2 separate regions of the Mus musculus genome follow, and region 1 is linked to region 2. A link is a contact called in public HiChIP or PLAC-seq data. All regions are on one chromosome and are shown on one strand. Each heading gives the region's core, a stretch centred on a gene start, on an enhancer-like site or on the middle of the called end of the contact. The rest is flanking DNA. Distances are from core to core; before and after follow the strand shown. Region 1 has its middle 150 kb from the start of Dtwd1. Region 2 overlaps Galk2 (galactokinase 2).

Region 1 (2,700 bases), core at 199-2,698, 380 kb after region 2:
CTGAAATGTTGTCTTAGTTAGGGTTTCTATTGCTGTGATAAAACACCATGGCCAATTGCAACTTGGGAGGAAAGGGGTTTATTTCATGTTACAGTTATAGTTCATTAGCCAAGGAAGTCACAGTAGGAACTTAATGTAAGAACCTGGAGGAAGAAGCAGATGCAGAGATAATGGAAGAGTGCTGCTTACTGGCTTGCTCCTCATGGCTTGCCAAGTTTGCTTTCTTATAACACGCAGGATCCCCAGCCCAGGGGTGGCCTCATACACAATGGGCTGGGTCCTTTCACATCAATCACTAATTAAGAAAATGCCTTACAAATGTTGCTCAGACTTGCCAACAGCCCAATCTTGCAAAGAGGCATTTTCTCAATTGAGGCTCCCTCTTCTCGGTTGACTCTAGCTTGTGTAAAGTTGACATAATACTAGCCAGTACAGATGTGCTGTGGCACAGCTAGGAGAGAAGAAAGAGCTCATAAAATAGGAGACAAAAGTCCCACAAAATTCATAACAGATGACAAAGCCGAGGAGACTAAGGACATGGTGTTGTTCTCCTTGGGAGTGATTCAGCCATCTTGATCATTTTATATGGAAATGACAGAAGATAGAAGACACATGTGACTCAAGCCTTCTACTCCTTTCTGGCACTCAGTGAACAACCTGAGAAGAGGTCACCCGCCATACAGGAGCTCTTAATCCAGAGAGTACTCTAGAATTTTCCCCAGAAGCCACCACCCTGTGAACTCAAATGGGACTACACAGCATAATCTCTTTCCTCTCCCCTCTAAATTTAGGGTGCAGCCAAGTAGTGGAAATGGGCCCAGAAGAATAGCTCCTGGAAGTCTAGGAAGCCGAAGCAGAAGAGGCACTCTATGAACTTCTCAATGGAGGCCTCTACTCAAGAGTGAGTGTACTTGGACATCCTCAGAGATGCTTGGAGATCTCTTCTTAAATGTACTGCTGAATATTCAGGATTCCAACTAGTCTCAGGCAACAGAGGAACTCTTCAAATGCAGGCTTATCAGATTCTGGGCTCAGATGCAGCCATCTTTGAGATGAAAACATGTGGAATGTGAAGGCATATACAGGTGATCACCAACAAAAGTGGCCACCTTTTGTTAACTCTGTTCCTGGCACATTGCCATGATAGTCTAACTTTGTTACCTTGATCAGTCTACAAACAGAATCCTTTAGAAAGGTACCATTGTCTCTTTTGCAGGTTGTAGTTGCCTGCAGCCACACTAACTGGGTTCCTGAGTGGGAGGCAGGAGCTGTATGGGAGAAAACGGTGAGAGAAATAATGGAGGCCAAGACATATTTCTGTTCAAGGCCCCAAGTTTACTAAGAGTCTGTACTTATAAAGACAGGAGGCTCATCCTCTGACAATCCGTTCTTGATGCCTGTTACCAGCCTGTAGGCCATCTGCCGGATGTTGTCTCAGACCTGCTGTTTCTGGAATATCTCAAGGGCCTCTCAGCAGGTACCAGTGTCTTGGAGAAGAGCAGCAGCAGATGACAGAACAATAGAGCCATCTAGGTCGGAAGGCTTTACCCCAGGTGGTCTCATTCTCAGTGGCAGCAAGGTCAAAGTCAGTCTACTCCAGGCTGGGGGAGGCTACAGCAGGTAGAAGAATCAAGACCCAAAATGAGTGAGAAATCTTCCCAAGAAACTTGTAAGAAGAAGTGGAGTTTTCACTCTGTTGGGTCACTTTCTGGGACCAGTAGTTTTATTCCATCATTCCTCCAAGAAGGCTTTTGTGATTTCCCCATTTGTTAGGCATATATCAGATCTGGTGGCACTTACATTACAGGCTTTAAATATTATGTAATAATTACTTAAGATGCCCTATGACAGTATAGCAACACTATAGCTGGTACATAGTAGCCAGTTGATGCTTACAGAGTGAAGAATGTACACCAAAAGCATTTGTCTAGAGTTATAAGTCATGAGCTGATTTCAGAGAAAATTAGCAACCATGCACAAGAGCCAAACTGAAACTCTCCCCCTGCCTTCCCTCTGGCCCTAGAGAGGAAGGGTATTTGTCTTGGAGACTTGTACCCAGCCTCTTCAAATACCAGAGGTGAATAAAGGCCCCTAGAATCCAGGACATTTACCTCCTCCAGTTAACCACATCAGAACATTCTGGTCTAATCAGAGCCTATGATTCTAGCTATGTTTCAAACATCTTTCCCCACAGACTGGGAGCCAAGGGAATGACTTAGCATGACTCACTAGGAGTCAAGGGAAAGTGAGTGCTGCTGTGGTTTCTCCTCTTGGTTGAAAGGTCAGCTGGTCCCGGGATGGGCACCCCATGGGGTCTGAATTGCCAGGATGACATCTTTTCTCTCCTCATTTATCCTCATAGCTCTCCCTTCTTTACCCCTCGGAACTGAATGACACCTCAGGGGACTTATGTCTGAATCATACCAGGAGGTCAAGAGTGAGGAAATAAGAGATTTGGACAGACATCCTTCCCTCAGCTAAGTGAATAATAGTCCTAGTAGTCATAATAACCAGCAGTCATTGACGTGTGTGGTATGCCAGCCACTGCACTAGGAGCTGTAATGCATAGCAAATGTGAACTCTCTCCTCTGTTGGGTACCAACCATGATTCTCACAAGCAGGATTCTCACAAGCACCACCTCTTTAATACTCACAACAATCCCATGATGTGGGTCCAATTATTATTACCATTTTACAAAA
Region 2 (2,700 bases), core at 194-2,693:
GTCCTTGTGAGAAATCTGCAAGGAGAGAAGCTTTCTGAATCTCCTGAATTTTGAGTTCTTGAGCCATCCCCAATATCCTTTTCCTCTTACAGATAAAGAAGAGGATTTTGTTTTTAAGCCCGTGCCAGGCTCACAGTTCAAGTGCTGGCCCTGACATTTACTAGTGGGCGACCTTGGCAGTTTACTTGGCCTCCACATGATTCATTTTTTTCATTAGAAAGTCTGTTTAGCAATAAAGCCCTTTCTCATGGACTTGCTATTAGTGCCCGGAAAGTGTTTAAACACGCAAGGGTTGTCCTATGTGTTGTCTATGGATGGAGGAAGCCACGGTAGCCTATCAGCCTCACTTGGAGGTCATCCTGCTTTGTAGGAGGGATGTCTTTGTGACTCTTTCTAGAGTTGGATGTTGGGAAGGAAGGCCTGCAAGCTCCTCACTGTGCAGTCCATTGAGAGATTTTTCTACCTTTAAAAAATTAATTACTCCCCTTTTTGTTTTATTTTGTTTTTTTTTTTAAATTTGTTTCTTTTGATTTTCATTTGTTTTTGTTTAGCTTCGTTTGAGAGAGCATGTGAATGTGAATTTCAGTGTGGGGCAGGTGGCAAGGCTCTGGGGGGACAAGGAGGCCTGGATCTGACTCACGAGCACACATCACAATGCCAGTTCACTTAATGGACTCAGCAGTTCTAGTTACATAATGTGAATGTATGTATAAAAAGAGGCTGCAGATTTGAGGGTGCAAGTTTCATGAGAGGGGCTGGAGGCAGGAAAAGGAGGACAGGAAGTAAAGTCATTGTTTTTTACTTAACATGCTTATTTATTTTATTTTATTTTATTTTTTTTTGCTGTGAACCTGATATCTTTTTTGTTAAAAAAAAAAACCCTCACATACTTTGATTATGTTTTCTCTTCCCACAACTTCTCCAAGAGCCATTAAAATTTTCACCTCATCCAGATATGTCAGGGTTAGCTTAGAAAATATGAATAAAGAACAATTTCTTTACCAGAACAAATTGAGCTAAGATTACCCTTGGGCCTGAAAGCGACTTTGTTAGAGATGGGCATGACCTTCCTTCCTGTCCCTCTGAATGTCCCAAGTCTTAGTAGAAGCAGGGTACATGCTGGAGCTTCACTCCTCTGGAGCCTCCTCCGGGGAACCTTCTTAGTAGACTGCAGGGTGAAGACGGCACAGAGCTGATTTGGAGGGAAAATAGAAGCTGTCTAGCACAATAGAGTTCTGTGTTCTTTTGAAGACCTACAGATAAGATCAGTGTTTTGGCTCCTGGAGGGCAGACGCTGGCTTTGTCCTTTACCCACAGGTTAGCAAAGCTTCTACAGTCCAGTTGTCTTCTTTAAGGATGAGTGAGAAAAGTCAAGCCACAAGAGACTGGCTGGGGAGAACCTGGTTCCTGGAGTGCATAGGCATAGGATCAGAGGACCATGTGGAGGGAGGAAGCAGGAGCCCTAGTAGGCTCAAGCTTTGTTGGCTTTGCTTGAGAGTTCTCAGACTCTGTGTTTGTGTTCAAGGGTTTAGAGAAACTGGGAAAGTTCAGATGGCCCAGTGTGGTAGAACTGTGAGCTTGCCCTTTCCTGCACACAACTGGGTTCCTGAGTTATTCAGACTGTCCTGTGAGTACCTCCAGGATGCTCATTTCCCTGTACACATCTGTTAACATGCTTTTTGACAGCTTCTTAGTTTTGTGTACTCTTTCAAAATCATGTACAATTTCAGAAATTAGAAGCACCAATTCAGTGCCTTTCTGAGTTGCTCTGGATGATGGAATTTTTGAAAGATGTGCAATGATTCCGTTTCCAGTATCTTAAAGGATGGAAAAGCACCTTGGCAGACAGACCCACATGACCCTGAGTGTCCAGGATGACTCAGGTTCTTGGCAACCCTCCAGGAACGACCCCTTGAGATCAGGTTATAGTTTCCGGCTTGGGCTATGGGCTTAACTAATTTTGTTTACTGTGTGACTTATGCAAATGTTTTCCTTAAGTCAGATTTAGGTTTCTTTTAGCCTTTGTTTCTAGTTTCTTTATATCTCTTACTCATTTTGCTTCCCCCTCACCCCACCACTTAGTGCTAAGGGCTCAGAGCTAGGGCCACTGAGGAAGCCAGCTAGTGGGTAGGCCTGCTGTTGAATTTTCCAGGTAGGCATGTTTTGTTTATTGGGTAGGAACTCCTGTCTGCAGGTGGACAGAGATCCTTTTAATGGGGCCCTACTTTTCTGTTCACCTAATGGTTCCTTACTGTTTATTACTGAATCAGCCCATTTAGAGACTTTCAGAATCTTTAACGTTCTGTCTTGCTGTGAACATCTTTAAAACATCCTGTATTTGACTCTAGCTTGAGCCATCATGTTCTGTAAATCAAACGATTATTTATTCATTTGTGAAAATAACAACATCAACACTTGTCAACACTTATATACTACATTAGAGTCCTCATGCTCTTACTTGTGATATTTTAAGTTAAGTTTTAGGGTTGTCACAGTAGTTCTGTGGCTTGGAGGGCATTGCTTTCCTCTTCAGTCTGGATAGGAGGTGATATAACATGGTAATTAAGAATATAGATGGTGGGGGTTAGAGAGATGGTTCAGCACTTAAAAACACTGGCTGATCTTCCAGAGGACCTGGGTTCAAATCCCAGCAACCATATGACAGCTTACAACTGTCTGTAATTCTAGTTCCTGAGGATA

The links. HiChIP or PLAC-seq counts read pairs in DNA pulled down with a chosen protein or histone mark.
Region 1: a contact with region 2 is called in a GR HiChIP or PLAC-seq map of the 3134 cell line, with 10 times the contacts expected there. The contact joins two enhancer-like sites. A contact is called at or near these places in 3 of 484 Hi-C or Micro-C datasets (the C2C12 cell line, bone marrow-derived macrophages and embryonic fibroblasts) and 5 of 115 datasets of contacts at active chromatin or transcription factors (the 3134 cell line, embryonic fibroblasts, fibro-adipogenic progenitors and 2 more).

The regions. Positions count from the first base shown.
Region 1 is chr2:126,301,088-126,303,787 of GRCm38.p6, forward strand. No RefSeq gene overlaps it. Among named protein-coding and RNA genes, the nearest start is that of Dtwd1, 150 kb to the left of the region's middle. Within about 2 kb of position 1,449, at least 49 of the 459 cell types and tissues checked have an H3K27ac peak or open chromatin away from gene starts, as enhancers often do.
Region 2 is chr2:125,923,363-125,926,062 of GRCm38.p6, forward strand. The region is part of intron 5 of Galk2 (galactokinase 2); the gene reads left to right. Among named protein-coding and RNA genes, the nearest start is that of Galk2, 58 kb to the left of the region's middle. Within about 2 kb of position 1,444, at least 13 of the 459 cell types and tissues checked have an H3K27ac peak or open chromatin away from gene starts, as enhancers often do.